3 separate regions of the Mus musculus genome follow, and all the other regions are linked to region 2. The links are chromatin contacts, called in public HiChIP or PLAC-seq maps. All regions are on one chromosome and are shown on one strand. Each heading gives the region's core, a stretch centred on a gene start, on an enhancer-like site or on the middle of the called end of the contact. The rest is flanking DNA. Distances are from core to core; before and after follow the strand shown.

Region 1 (4,248 bases), core at 963-3,462, 1.1 Mb before region 2:
ATTCAATTATTTGTTTTGAGACAGGGTTTCTCCATGTAGCCCTGGCTGTCCTGGAACTCACTCTGTAGACCAGGTTGGCCTTGAACTCAGAGATCTACCTCCCTCTGCCTCCTGGTGTGCACCACCATGCTGGGTGGCTTCTGCTTCTCCTTTCTTCCTCTCTTCCTGCTCCTCTTCCTCCTCTTCCTTCTCTCCCTCCTCCTCCTCTTCCTCCTCCTCCTTTCAGAGTAAAATCTGGAAATCCGACTGGTGGCCATGGAGAGGTTAGGCTGGCCTTGCCCAGGGACTGTGCTGTTGAATTGATGAGTGTTTGCAACACCAGCCACACACCAGCTCACCAGAATGGAGGAGGGATATTTCTAGACCCTCCTCTCTTAGTCTGTCCTTCACCATCCCCTATGACATGCAGGCACCATGGGGTTAGGGTGAAAGTTCTACTGGAAGTCACTGGGGAGCCCTCCAGACACCTGGGGGTCCCCAGCTCTGTCAGTCTCCTTGGAAGGAGGGCAGCCTCTTCACCTTCACTATTAAAAGAACCACTTTTACTTTGTTCTTTTTCCACTCAATCCTACCCAGAAATCACCATTAAATGCAGTTATTTCTACCTATCCCATTGGAGATTGGTTTCTAGCTATCCCATGGGGGACAAGCTCCTAGCTATCCCACGAGGGATTGGTTCTAGGGAATCTAAGGATGCCAAAGTCTGCAGATGCTCACATCTGTTATATAAAATAATTTTGTATTTGCATATCTCTAGGTAATTAAGTAATACTTCATGCAATGTAAATGAGCTATAAATAGTTATGTGCCATACCATTCAGAGACTAATGATAAGAAAACTCAATCTCTGTATGTTCAGGTGAGACACAATTTTTTTCCTGAGTGTTCTCCATCTGTGCTTGGTTGAGTTCACCAATATGTCTCCTTCACATGTGGACTGTTAGTTGCAGTCTTACAGTCCACTTCGAAGCTCAGCTATTGTCCTTTCTATAGTCTCCGGTCTCTACTAGTCTGGTTTCCTGACCCAAAGGCCTCTGACTTCTCCATCTGCTCCGGATCCTGCCCTCCTCATCGATCCCTTTAATCTGGATTTTGAGACCTTATGTGAGATTGTCCCAAACCTGTTCTCTCTCTCTCTCTCTCTCTCTCTCTCTCTCTCTCTCTTTCTTTCTTTTTTCTTTGGTGTCAGTGTGTATTGGGCAAGCACTTCACTCTGAGCTACATCCCTAGCCCCAACCTCCATCTCCCCTTTTAACGTGTTTTTAATTGAAATAGAATTATATCCCTTTCTTCCTCCCTTCAGCTCTTCTCAACAACCCTCCCTGATTCCTCTCCCATATTCTCTGCAACTCTCAAGTTTACAGCCTCTTTTTATTTGATTATTCTTGTTGGACGAATGTGTGTGCTCACATAGACAATATAAATGTAGCTTGTGGACTCTTGTTGTTTGTGCCTATATGGTCTGAGGGCTGACCATTCTGTCCTGGACAACCAACAAGGTGGCTCATCCCGAGAGAGGTTAACTCTCTCCCCCAGCAGCGTGCAGTTCTTTGTCTAGGGGTGGGACTCTGCAAAATTTTTCCTCTTCCACATTAACATGGATATGGCTCCAGTCTTGTTTGGGCAGATGATTCTAGGGTTGACTTTCACAGAAGCACACTTCCTGGTTGTGTGCTGGTGCTTACAGCCTTTGTGCCTTCCCTTCCCATGATCCTCCCTGAACCATAGATGCCAGCGCTGTGATGAGGATGTACCTGTTTGGGCCAGGATTCCTGTGCTCTGCTCATCTCTGAGAGTTGTCCAGTTGTGGTTTTCTGTGATTGTCTCCATTTGCTGTAAACTGCGGCTTCTTTGTGAGGAATGCTGGCTACACTTACCCAGGAAAGGTGGCTTTCCCACAAACCCCTTACTTTTTCAGCTTAAAAAAAAAAAAAATTTTTTTTTTTAAAAATAAGGTCTCATTAAGTTTCCCTGACTGACTTTAAACTCTCTCTGTAGCTCAGTGTTATGGTCTGAATGTGAAATCTTCCTGTAGATGCATATGTTTGAACATCGGTCTCCAGTGGGTGGGACTATTTTGGAAGGTTGTGGAACCTTCAGGAATTGGAACAACACTGGAGGAAGTGAGTCACTGTGGGTGGGACTTGAAGGGTATAGCCCGGTTTGCTGCTTCCTGTCCAGTCTCTGTTTCCTGTTCCACCAAAATGTGAGCAGAGAGGGAGTCTCAGCTACACACTGCACCACTTACCAGCATGCGTCCCCACCGAGATGGACCCAGTCACTTTAAGCCGTGCAACAAAATATAAATCTGTCTTCCTCGAGTTGTTTCTGTCTGAGCAGCAAGAACGGCAATAAAAGTAACTTAGTCCTATTGATGCGAAGGGACACCATGATCAAGGCAACCCGTACAAAAGAAAGAATTGAACTGGGAGCTTGTCTACAGTTTCAGAGTTTTAGTCCAATATCCCAGTGGTGGGAAGCACACAGGAATGGAGCTGCAGCTGCAACTGCAGCAGAGAGCAGAGATGCACAGGAAGCCAGCAGAGCCTAGGCTTTTCAAACCTCAAAGCCCACCCCCAGAGACACACTTCCTCCATCAAGGCCACACCTCCTCCAAGGCCACGCCTCTTAATCCTTCCAAACAATTCATCCACTAGGGACTAAGCATGCAAATACAAGCGCCTTTGGGGGCATTCTCCTTCAAACCACCTGAGCAACAGGGAATATACACAGTAGCACAGGATACAAGAGGTGGTATTGAATTTGGAATCTTCCTGCCTCAGCTTCCTGTGTAGCTGGGATTACTGCTCCTGCCGCAAGGTCCCGCTCTGAAGCCTTGCCTGGCGTTCTTGGTGTGCTCACGTCTGAAGAAGTGAGCTTCAGGACCCGGCGCCCATCACCTTCCTCAGACTAACCCAGCCCCGACTGCAGAAGCTTACTCTTCACTTCCTCTTGGGAATCCACATTAGCCAGCGTGACTTACCAGCTATAAAACGCCCTAGAGGAAGGAAAGGGGAGAGAGGAGGGGAAAGGAAGCCATCTAACCAGAGGAAATCATTTAACTACATTCCACACCTTTGAAATAATGGGGGCAACCGTGTAACATTTTACGGCAATTTCCTTCTGACAAATGGTTCACATTCCAGACGGTAAGACAGCCATGACATCAGAACTCACTTTCCCCAAGAAAGACTATTTCTCCTGATGACTCTCAACCCACAAAAAACTCTTTTGCGAGTGCTACATTAATTATCCAGGTTGACAATCCTAGCGATGCTGCAGTGTGGATGAAATCTGTGCCATGTGTCTGAGTGCCAGTTACAGCTGTCAGAAGAATGCCATCCTCCAGGTTATAGCAACTTGCATAATTAAAGATGTTTATTCCTTAGGAAGGGCCTGGATATGACCATCCTCATAAAAAAAAGTTCCTCTTTTGGCCAAACACATCCCAGTGAACATTTGCTCAGTGGAGGTAAAAGTTGTTTTTTTTAATGCAGATGTTCCTGCTACCCATTGCTCACAACAAGAGCTTTAGAACATTATTCTGTCCCCCTCCCCCTTACAGAAAGCCCGTTGAAAATATTTAACTTTTAAAAACAATTTTTATTTATTATGTATGCGTGCCATATGCTTGTATGAACTATTGGCATGTCTGGTCCCTGCAGAGGCCAGGTAAGGGCACTGGCTCTCCTGTCGTTGGAGTAACAGATGGTTGTGAGCCACCATGTGGGTCCTGGGAATCAAGCCCAGGGCTCTGGAAGAACAGCCTATGCTTTGCACCATGGAGCCCTGTCTCCGGCCCCAGAAAGTCTATTTTGTATGCGTTAGTTAGCTGCAGTTGCAGACCTCTAAGATTCGGCTGTTTTTATAATGATGATGAATACAAGCAGAGTCTTTGAAGAAAAAAAAAAGATTGTTTGGGTTTTTCAAAGCAAGCCAGCAGCAGTCCCAAAGATGTTCCAGCCTTTGTCACCCTGGGCTCCTTGCGTAGAGCTGCAGACTTGGGCACCCTTTGCTCTAGAAAGCTAAGCAGATGCAAGTGGATTTAGAATTGTCAGCTTGGAACCCCAGGACAACTCTGATGGCCCTGACAGAGCTGCCCTGTAGCTCATCTCAAAAGTCAGCCACATGGCTAGTCCCGTCCCCACAACCATGCGGGGACTGTCTCTCTACTTGAGACTGTGGAAGATAAAAGCAGAAATGCATGTTTGCTATTGCCAAGTGCCTCTTACTTTCAAATGTGCCGTG
Region 2 (4,334 bases), core at 1,343-3,842:
AGAAATAAAACCGTGCTGTGTATGAGTGTGTGCACTGTAACACCAGCATTGGGCGAGTGGAGAAAGGAAGATGCCGAGGACTCACTGGCCAGTTCACCTCCCCTGCTCATTAGTTCCAGGCCAGCGAGAGAGAGACTTTGGTTCAAAAGACAAGATAGATAGCCCTGAAGAATGACAGTCTGCCCCCCATCCCACCCCCACCCAAATAAAGTTCCCTTGACAAGTTTAAAAGATCGGGATTATAGTGTTATTGAATTTCTTGATTATACAGTAGTGTGGTGCAAATTTGTAGAAAGACATGATTTTATGAAATATTAAGGAAATTATGATTAGATTCAGCAATGCTAGCCTTAAAGTGTATAAGCAAGAACATGGGCAAAGATGTGACTCTATCTAGGAAGGCAATTTAATAGATAGTACTACACATACCGCTTCCTACGTCCGTGATCCAGACGGACTGTTCAAATGGTGTGCCGGAGACAAACATACCATGGGGTGTGTCAACTGTATAATTCCAGGCTCGTAGGAAATAGCCATCCTCTGAGAACACTAATACCTTGGGGATGTTATCCCCTCTCTGAAGGCACACAAAAACAACTGCTTAGAATCACTCAATAGGAACGCTAATCTTTACTTTTGTCAGAGAAATCAAAATGAAAGTATAATAAGAAATTTAGAAGTGTGTAAAAAAAAAGCACTAACTTCAAAACTTAATAATTTCTAATGCATACAAATCTAAAATGTGCACTTGAAGCCAACTCAAAATTAAATTGCATAGTTAGCATACTATAAATGCAGCAGGCTATCTAGGTGGGAAACACTTCTTTCCTTTCTGTTCATCTTCTTTTTTTCCTTTTTGTCATGCTCAGATTGACTGTTCTTTTATTATTCCTGTCTGTTGTGATCAAACTGAATGTATATAATTAAAATTAAAAAAAAATCTCTAGTTGAAGAGATGGCTGAGCAGATGAAAGTGTTTGCTAAGCAAGACTGACACTCAGAGTTCAATCCTGGAAACCACTGGTAGTTGATAACCGCATTAACACTCTGGTCTCTCTTGACCTCACAGGCTCACATATTAAAAAAAAAAAAAAATGCATTCTACTTACTTGGGCTACGTAAACTAACCCGTTGAGGGAATCAACTGCAACACAAAATGTTGCACCAGTGAAGTATTCCGAATTCTTGGGCCAACCCAAATCCAGCCGGAAAAGAGGGTCCTCCATTCTCCAGGAAACGTGAAAAGAAAATGTCCTTGAAACCTCAAATAAAATCAAAATACTCAGATTCAGTTCGACAACCAGAAGGTAGCCGGAAATAAGATTGTATATCTAAAGATCAAAACAACCATAAGAAAAGTCTAATGATGACTTAAGAGTGTAGTAAGAGCTGGGGAAAATCCAGTGTGTGTGTGTGTGTGTGTGTGTGTGTGTGTGTGACTTAAGAGTGTAGTAAGAGCTGGGGAAAATCCAGTGTGTGTGTGTGTGTGTGTGTGTGTGTGTGTGTGTGTGTGTGATGTTTACTTATTTTTATTTAGACTTGTGTGCATGAGCTCGGGTGAGTTTATGTGCACCATGTGCCCACAAAGGCCAGAAGAGGGCATCAGGCTCCCTGGAACTGGAGTTACAGTGAGAGAGTGAGCCTTCAAGTTGGTGCTGGGAATCGAACCTGAGTCCTCTGAAAAAGCTGCTCGAGCTCCCAACCTCCGCGCCACCTCCCCAGCCCCACGTGCATTCTTTTTACACTAAATGAGAGGACGAGTCGTCAGCTGCTGAGCCCCAGGGGAGCAGGTTTGGGACCCCAGGGGCTGTACCCCTCGGTGGCACCCACACCCACAGCCTTCTGCCTGCTATTTACCAGCGAGCCACAGAAGCGCGAATGCAAAACCAGACAGGAAAGGAAGAAGGCGGCGCCCGCCAGGCAGACCCAGGCTCTCGCCATCGCGAGGGTCTGGGAGGCGAAAGTCAGCGAGGCCTGAAGCCGGCTCTAGGGCAGAGGCAGACTAAAGCACCGGGAAACTCGACCGGAGAACCGCCGAAGACTAATTCCGGGTGTCCTGCTCCTTGCTCCGCCCCGAGTCAGGCGCCCAGCGAGTGACCCTGGTCCCCACGCCGAGGTGCTCCTGGCCACTAGGATGGCGGCGTCCGCAGATCTTCCTGACCTACTTACTCTTCGCTCCTTTAAACTCACTTTCAAGAAGCAAAACAGAGCACCGAGAAACTGAAGAGTTAGGGGATCGTGACACTAAAACAATGACTACCACGCTCCGAAAAGGACTTTAGTCACGTCTGCTCCACAAGCATTCAGGCTTCTGCCGTGGACGCCTATATTCCCACACTAGGACCCCGCCCCCCCCCCCCGACGCCCCAAACTAATCATTTGTGCAAAAGCGACTTAAGGTGGCGGTGCACCATTGCGTCTTGTGGGCGCGACACGCTCTATCAAAGGTCCCCTGGAGCTGGTGGGGCATTTAGGGGAGCACCCGCTGGGCGCCTGGCCGTATGAGCGCTGAGGTGCTCGAGAGCCTCCCTTCGCAAGGCTCTGGCCCCCTTCGTCCGGCTCCTAGTGCGCCCCGGCCGCCCGCCCGCTCCCGGAAGCTACGAAAGCCCGTAACAAAGGACCTGCGGGGGCCGCCGGTTGCCGGAGCTGCGGGACCCCGGGATCGGGCGGATCGGCGGGTCTGAGCGCCCGCGGGGCCACGTGTCCCGGATCACGGCGGTGAGCGGAGCGTGGCTCGGCGGCCTTCCCCGGAGCACCCGGCTGTCGGCACCCTCCGGAGCCCTGATTTCTGCAAACGCACAAGCCCGCTCTGCTCTGAGCAGCTGAAGCTTTGTGTGAAGAAGCTACTGAAGTCTGATTTTTATTTAAAAAAACAAACAAACAACAACAAAAAAAAACCCAACTTTTTCCAAGTTTTCGTTCTGGGATTTTTTGTTTTGTTTTGGTGCAGTTTGCAATACTCTACCTCCTCGCCTCCTTTCTCCTCCTGGTGTATTATCCACGAGACGAACCTGGGATGAGCGTTTTGTAATTGCAAGAACTGTGAGACGTCACGACGGAATAGTACTCAAGATGGACAAAAAGTCCTTTGAGACGGTGCTGGATGAAATTCGAAAGGTAATTGACCTTGTTCCCTGAAATTCGTCTGAGATAATAATGGTCGTGAGTTACTTTCTTTGAGGTGTTGTGTGTAGTCAGCAGAGGAACTTGAACTTTCCTGTGTAACGTAAGAACTTGCATCTTGGTCCGTTGCACCGCTTAAATAGAAGATAAACCACCTCACTGCTAAACTTGGGAAGTCATTGTGGTACGGGAATTACGTTTGTACTACCTACAGCCCCGGAGCCAACTGTAAATCCGTAATAACTGAGCTTTTGGTTGACTGACATTTATTCAATGTTAACATGGTTCGGTAACAGGAGTGACTAGGCACTGGAAGGGATGCCGAGAAAGTTCTTTTCCAGATCTCTTCCCCTGCCTTTGCTCTCCTTCCATCTTTTTGACACTGTTTATATTTCCTATTTCCTGGAAGGAACCAGGCAGCAAAAAAAAAAAAAAAAAAAAAAAAAAAAATTTGGAATGTAAGGTTGAGGCTAAAAGTATCTCTTACATAAAAAATAGCAGGTTGCCTGTTTGACAGAAAGGGCAGTGCTGTGACCTCACAGCATCTCACAGCTTGCATCTGTTCGGCATCTCAAACGGTGCCCCTGACTGGCACTGCAAAAATTGGCGCCAGATCTAGAGGTTTTTGTTTTTGTTTTTTTGTTTGTTTGTTTGTTTTTTGAGACAGGGTTTCTCTGTATAGCCCTGGCTGTCCTGGAGCTCACTTTGTAGACCAGGTTGGCCTCGGACTCAGAAATCCGCCTGCCTCTGCCTCCCGAGTGCTGGGAATAAAGGCGGGCGCCACCACGACCAGCGGATCTAGAGTTTTGTTTTGCTCTTTGTAAGACCCCTTTTCCTCCCTTCCCCCCTTTTCAGATAACATATATTTAATCTTTCATATTTGGTGGTGCTGAATTTTTTTCTTTTCAAATAAACTTCTGCACTTGCTGAGTCTCATCTAATTAAAATTTGAAACAAAATGTCTTTTTATCATGTACTTAGAATTTGCCACAGTTGGTTTCTGAGCTGTTTTTTAACCATTCTGAGAAAATAAATTTTAAGTTAAGGTAGACATGAATGCAGACATGCATATGTCTATCTTCTCCCTTCTCAGCCTTGTAAAAATGTCTGGTAATAAATATCAACGAGGGAATCGGAAAGGCTCCAGAGATAAAAGTCTGTTCAGACGGGGTAGCCTTCAAGGCCACAGTTCTAGTCTGCAATCAAAATGT
Region 3 (4,673 bases), core at 1,002-3,501, 1.2 Mb after region 2:
CCAGTAATATGAAGTCTCCTGGTTACCAAAGTAGGCACATTCTCTTACGTCCAACAATGCAGGTATGGAAAGTTTAATTAGAAAGTACTGGCTTTTGTTTTAGTTGGATTTTTATTAAATGTCTGTATATTTGTAAGAACATACCTGTTTTTTAAATGTTTTGTTTTTTCTAGACTTTAGTCTGTGATGTCCATTCTATAACAAGTGACAACCATAAGTGGACCCAGGTTAGTTCTCTCTCTAACCCCAAGTAGGCCACACTCAATGTGAAGCATCAGTGAGACGCTCCCTTGCTGACGTTAGAGTGGTGTGTTAGGTTGGATGCTTGGACAAAACCAAGGTTCCCTTACGAGCTTTAGGGTCTTGTACTTCCTGTATATTTAGAAATCCCTCAAGGAACTGCTTATAGTCCAGTCCCAGTTGTTTCCAGCCTTGCTGATAAACTGGAGTTAAGTTAACCAATGAAGCCTAATGTAAAAATTGTTTTTTTTATCCTCTTGAACAAAAGCTTCATTGTTACTATTGAAAACAAATAGATTGTGATTTTCCTTCATATAGGATTCTATAATTCTACAGGAAGCCTGGCTTTTATCCCTTCCTTCCTTCATCCCTTTCTTCCTTTCTTTTCTTTTTCTTTTTGAGGTAAGATCTCTAGCCTAGGCTGGCTTGGGATTTGAGATCCTGCTACCTGAGCCTCCTGAGGTCTGAGTGTCTCTCTCTCTCTCTCTCTCTCTCTCTTTCTCTCTCTCTCTCTCTCTCACTCACACACGCACACGCACACGGTCTAACAGGACTTCTTAGCGCTGACATCAGCTAATTGATACTTTAGTTCTAGCTCTTGTTTACCTGTTGCTTTGGAGAGAAAATGTCAGTAATGTGAGGTTATCCTCTGTGAAATGTGCTTGTGAATTAAGATTCAGTTTATCTGTAACTCGTGAGTGATGAGGTTTAATCTGGGCTGTTATTTTTCTATCTATAAGGTTGGAAGTTGTTCTTGTTAGAGACAAACTTGCATTCACACTAGAGAGCAGAAAGCATCATTTTCTTAAGCCGAGGACTAGTAAAAGAGAGAGTATAACTATTCTCAGATATTCTACCATTTCTGGATCCACTATTTTAAACAGCCAAATAAATACCCACTCCGTGGATGTGACTGTTTTATAAATCATGCAGATAATTCGGTTTCCATTAGAAGTTTCTTTATCTTGTTAATGTTCAAACTTGAGTTACTGCTACATTCACTTTAGTCTTCAGCAACTTCCTGAGAATATTTCTGGGTAAATGATGTATGTTTACATTATCAAAAATGCATCTGAGGCTGACATACAACTGTGTATTTCAGGAAGACAAACTTTTGCTTGAGAGCCAGCTGATTCTAGCTACAGCAGAGCCACTGTGTCTTGACCCATCGGTGGCAGTAGCGTGCACTGCCAATAGGCTGCTCTATAACCGGCAGAAGATGAACACTCGCCCAATGAAACGGTAACCACCAGCACTTGGGTAACACAGGCTCTTAAGTTTGACATCGTTGCTAGCCAGAGTGCCCTTTCCCTTGGCATGTGAGGGCTGGAATTCTAAGTTCAAAAATGGGATTTTTCATGGCCTTGTATTGTGGATTTATGTTATAGACCTTTTTAAAAAATATTTTCTGCATTATTATAAAGTAATATTTTCCTCAGTCTTTTAAAGAAGGAACTTTTATAAGTTTATGGTCTGTTCACCAAAATGGTTGTGAGGCTGTAAGAAGACTAGATAGAAACAGAAGGGTAGTTGCTTCACTGCTTCTCAACACTAATTGGAATCAGTTAACAAGGAAACAATGTGTAACTTAACGAGTTTTGAGAAAATACAATCACAATTTTTAGAGATTAGCTTATAATGACTGCCTCTCTAGTTCTGGATTCAAACTAGTGTGGCTCCATGGTCATGAGTATTTTGTCTTGTTCTTTTTCTTTCACCTGTGCTTAAAGCTTGCTGGTGTGAAAGTTGTATTTATAGATGGAGTGTGTGAGTGTGTGTGTGGTAAGTGGGTATCTGTGATGGAGTCTGTGATCTGTGCCTGCTCCTTTTCCCCGTGTGGTAGAGTTGCTGCTTCATTGCTTCCTGTCTGTTGTAGGTGTTGGAAGAGGTACTCCAGGTCCTCCCTGAACCGCCAGCAGGACCTCTCTCACGGCCCTCCTCCCCCTCAGCTGAGACTACTTGATTTCTTACAAAAGCGGAAGGAAAGGAAAGCAGGCCAGCATTATGACCTCAAAATTTCCAAAGCAGGAAATGTAAGTAGTCGCTAAGGTGCTCGCTGTACGAATGACTGGCTGTGCTTTAGGGTTTCCGAGTGACTGTACTGTTTTTACTTTTCAGTGTGTAGACATGTGGAAACGGAGCCCCTGTAACTTGGCTGTGCCTTCTGAAGTAGATGTAAGTTCATGAAAAAGCTGTACACTGACACAGGGTCAAAGGCCAGCATTAGGAAGCCAGTGCTGTGAGGAAGTGAAGGGAAGAAAAGAGCAGCTTGTTTGAAACAGTAAAAGTTGTCATTTCAAGAGTCTGTCGTATCAGTCATGTAAGTCTGTGGTATTGAGTGGACCGCCAATCCAGCCTCAGTTAGTTACATAAGAGCATACATTTGAATAGAGTTCTGTGTTAGGAGCAGAAAGAATGTTAAGGCTTCCAAATGTGGAAAGAGTATGGCATATTTTATATAGTGACAGGAAATGACCTTGTGCCATTCTGTAGTGGTCCTTCATAATTAACTCAAAATGCTTCCGTGTTCAAACTGGTAAAATTTAAAGATGAGTAATCTTAGAAATTTGGAATTACCAATAGTATTGTTTACTAATATTCATAAGACACATGAGTGCTAAGTGATCATAAAGGCATTATAAAGGACTATTTTAGATTTCATTTTTTGTTTCTCTTAGTATGTATTTTTTAGATATATATTTGGTGTGTGTGTCCGTGTGCAGACTATAACACATATGGAAAACCAGAGAGCAACCATTGAGGGATGAGTCTTTGCTTCTACCACGGTATTCCTGGGCTGCAGACTCGGAACTTCAAGTTTCAGTGGCAAGAGCCTTTACCTGCTAAGCAATCTTGCCAGTTTACTTAATTCTTTATGATAGTTGTTTCAAAAATTATTTACTATTTCAAGAATGCTTTTTGTAACAATTCTAGCAGTTCTTGCTGTTTTAACAGTTAAAGCACAAAGCCAGAGACATCTATAGACTATGTATACAAACCAAGAAAGAAAGCCATATTATCTTGTTGCATATGTGGCCTCCAGGCATCCAGTGCTCTTAACCTCTTAACCATCTGTAGTCCCACATGCGACACTTAATTAAACATATCAGGAGGTTTAAAACTTGACAAGTGCTTGGTGATACTGCTAGTTGAGACCCTTGTGCCCACATTGATTCTGTGAACTGTGCAGGTTCTTGTCTTTGTTCCGATACTGACTATATTTGATTCAACATCTTCATTGTTTAGGTGGAAAAATATGCTAAAGTGGAGGAATCCATCAAATCTGACGACTCACAGCCAACAATGTGGCCAGCTCATGTAAGTAATCAGTTCCAATCTCTTTGACTAATGATCCAGTTGCCCGTGTATTTTTTTTGTTTGGAGACAGTGTCTCTTTTGGCCCAAACTGGCTTCAAACTTGTAGTGTAGTCAAGGTTGACCTCAGACATACTGATCCTCTGGCTTTCACTGCCCAGGTGCCAGACGTGCCTCTTCCGTATTGTAAAGTATGTTGTTTATAAGCTGGGCTCTGAAGTTATTAAACAGAAAACAACTTTTAATGTATAAGTTTTTTTTTAAGTGTATTTGGAGTACTTGTGGGCTTCAGGAAAATATAATTAACCCTGAGTGTGTTTTTCACTTTACAGAGAAGTTTTAATATAACACTACCTTTTTATGTGGGGCATTGGAGCCCATGCCTGTAATCTCAGCTCTTGGAGGCAGGGGCAGGAAGCTCTCAACTTGATGGCCAGTCTGAGCCACATAGGGAGCTATTCAAAAACCAAATTAGGAGTCCAGCCCAATGGTACATAACTGTAAGTCCAGAATAGGGAAACTGCTGCTGGGAAAAAGATGTCTCTGAGACAGCCTGGGCTACAGAGTGAGACTCTTTCAGAAAACTAGTGCAATGTTCTGTTCTGCCTACTTGTTGGTGGTCCTCACCTGTCTTGTTTCAAATTAGTGTGTTCTTGTAAAGATGTTCTTGTTTGAGCGGTGGTCTCCTGTGTGACCGAGGCTTGCCTGGAACTTTGCTTCTTTACAGCTGCTCTCTCACTTGTCGCCATTCTGCCGCCTGCCTCTGCCTCCTGAGTACTGGGATTATAGGCATGTGCCACAGTGCCTGGCTTAAAGACAGCTCTGAAGGGAAATGTTCTGATGCTCTCATCGTAATAGTCTCTTAAAGGGAGAAGTTGGAATAACATTTTGAATGGACTCTAAGCACAAGATAATAAGATTTATAGACATCTTTAGGATGTTTTGTATGAATGGCATATGACAAAAATATTTCCACTTTGAAACTTTATACTCAGATTGTTAACTATTGCAGTTGTGTGTACAATGAGTGAATCTCTGTGAGTGTCTTCCTGGCTTGGAGAGATGCCACATTGGAGCACTTAGCATAAAGGAAGGTAAAGAAAGGGCTCTGTGAACTC

What was found. HiChIP or PLAC-seq counts read pairs in DNA pulled down with a chosen protein or histone mark.
Region 1: an H3K4me3 HiChIP or PLAC-seq map of pro-B cells shows a contact between it and region 2, with 8 times the contacts expected there. The contact joins the enhancer-like site here to the promoter of Proser1 in region 2. A contact is called at or near these places in 1 of 39 promoter capture datasets (the C10 cell line), 1 of 484 Hi-C or Micro-C datasets (embryonic stem cells), 5 of 115 datasets of contacts at active chromatin or transcription factors (astrocytes, embryonic stem cells, epiblast stem cells and 1 more) and 2 of 9 other capture datasets (embryonic stem cells and liver).
Region 3: a contact with region 2 is called in an H3K27ac HiChIP or PLAC-seq map of acute myeloid leukemia, with 6 times the contacts expected there. The contact joins the enhancer-like site here to the promoter of Proser1 in region 2. A contact is called at or near these places in 3 of 39 promoter capture datasets (embryonic stem cells, hippocampal neurons and neural stem cells), 8 of 484 Hi-C or Micro-C datasets (B cells, CD4 T cells, CD8 T cells and 4 more), 6 of 115 datasets of contacts at active chromatin or transcription factors (acute myeloid leukemia, astrocytes, bone marrow-derived macrophages and 3 more) and 3 of 9 other capture datasets (embryonic stem cells, liver and macrophages).

Annotation. Positions count from the first base shown.
Region 1 is chr3:52,388,364-52,392,611 of GRCm38.p6, forward strand. No RefSeq gene overlaps it. Among named protein-coding and RNA genes, the nearest start is that of Gm38537, 77 kb to the right of the region's middle. Within about 2 kb of position 2,213, at least 43 of the 459 cell types and tissues checked have an H3K27ac peak or open chromatin away from gene starts, as enhancers often do. A contact at or near this core is called in embryonic stem cells and pro-B cells, where this site is marked.
Region 2 is chr3:53,461,203-53,465,536 of GRCm38.p6, forward strand. It overlaps Proser1 (proline and serine rich 1), which reads left to right and starts at 2,593. Exons shown (of 13, transcript NM_173382.2): 1 at 2,593-3,117. The coding sequence starts at 3,073. It overlaps Nhlrc3 (NHL repeat containing 3), which reads right to left and starts at 2,056. Exons shown (of 7, transcript NM_172501.2): 1 at 1,858-2,056; 2 at 1,110-1,262; 3 at 430-577. The coding sequence starts at 1,941.
Region 3 is chr3:54,706,915-54,711,587 of GRCm38.p6, forward strand. It overlaps Supt20 (SPT20 SAGA complex component), which reads left to right. Exons shown (of 25, transcript NM_001358015.1): 7 at 1-62; 8 at 174-227; 9 at 1,343-1,482; 10 at 2,117-2,273; 11 at 2,359-2,415; 12 at 3,487-3,558. Among named protein-coding and RNA genes, the nearest start is that of Supt20, 14 kb to the left of the region's middle. Within about 2 kb of position 2,252, at least 85 of the 459 cell types and tissues checked have an H3K27ac peak or open chromatin away from gene starts, as enhancers often do. A contact at or near this core is called in B cells, CD8 T cells, acute myeloid leukemia and 2 more, where this site is marked.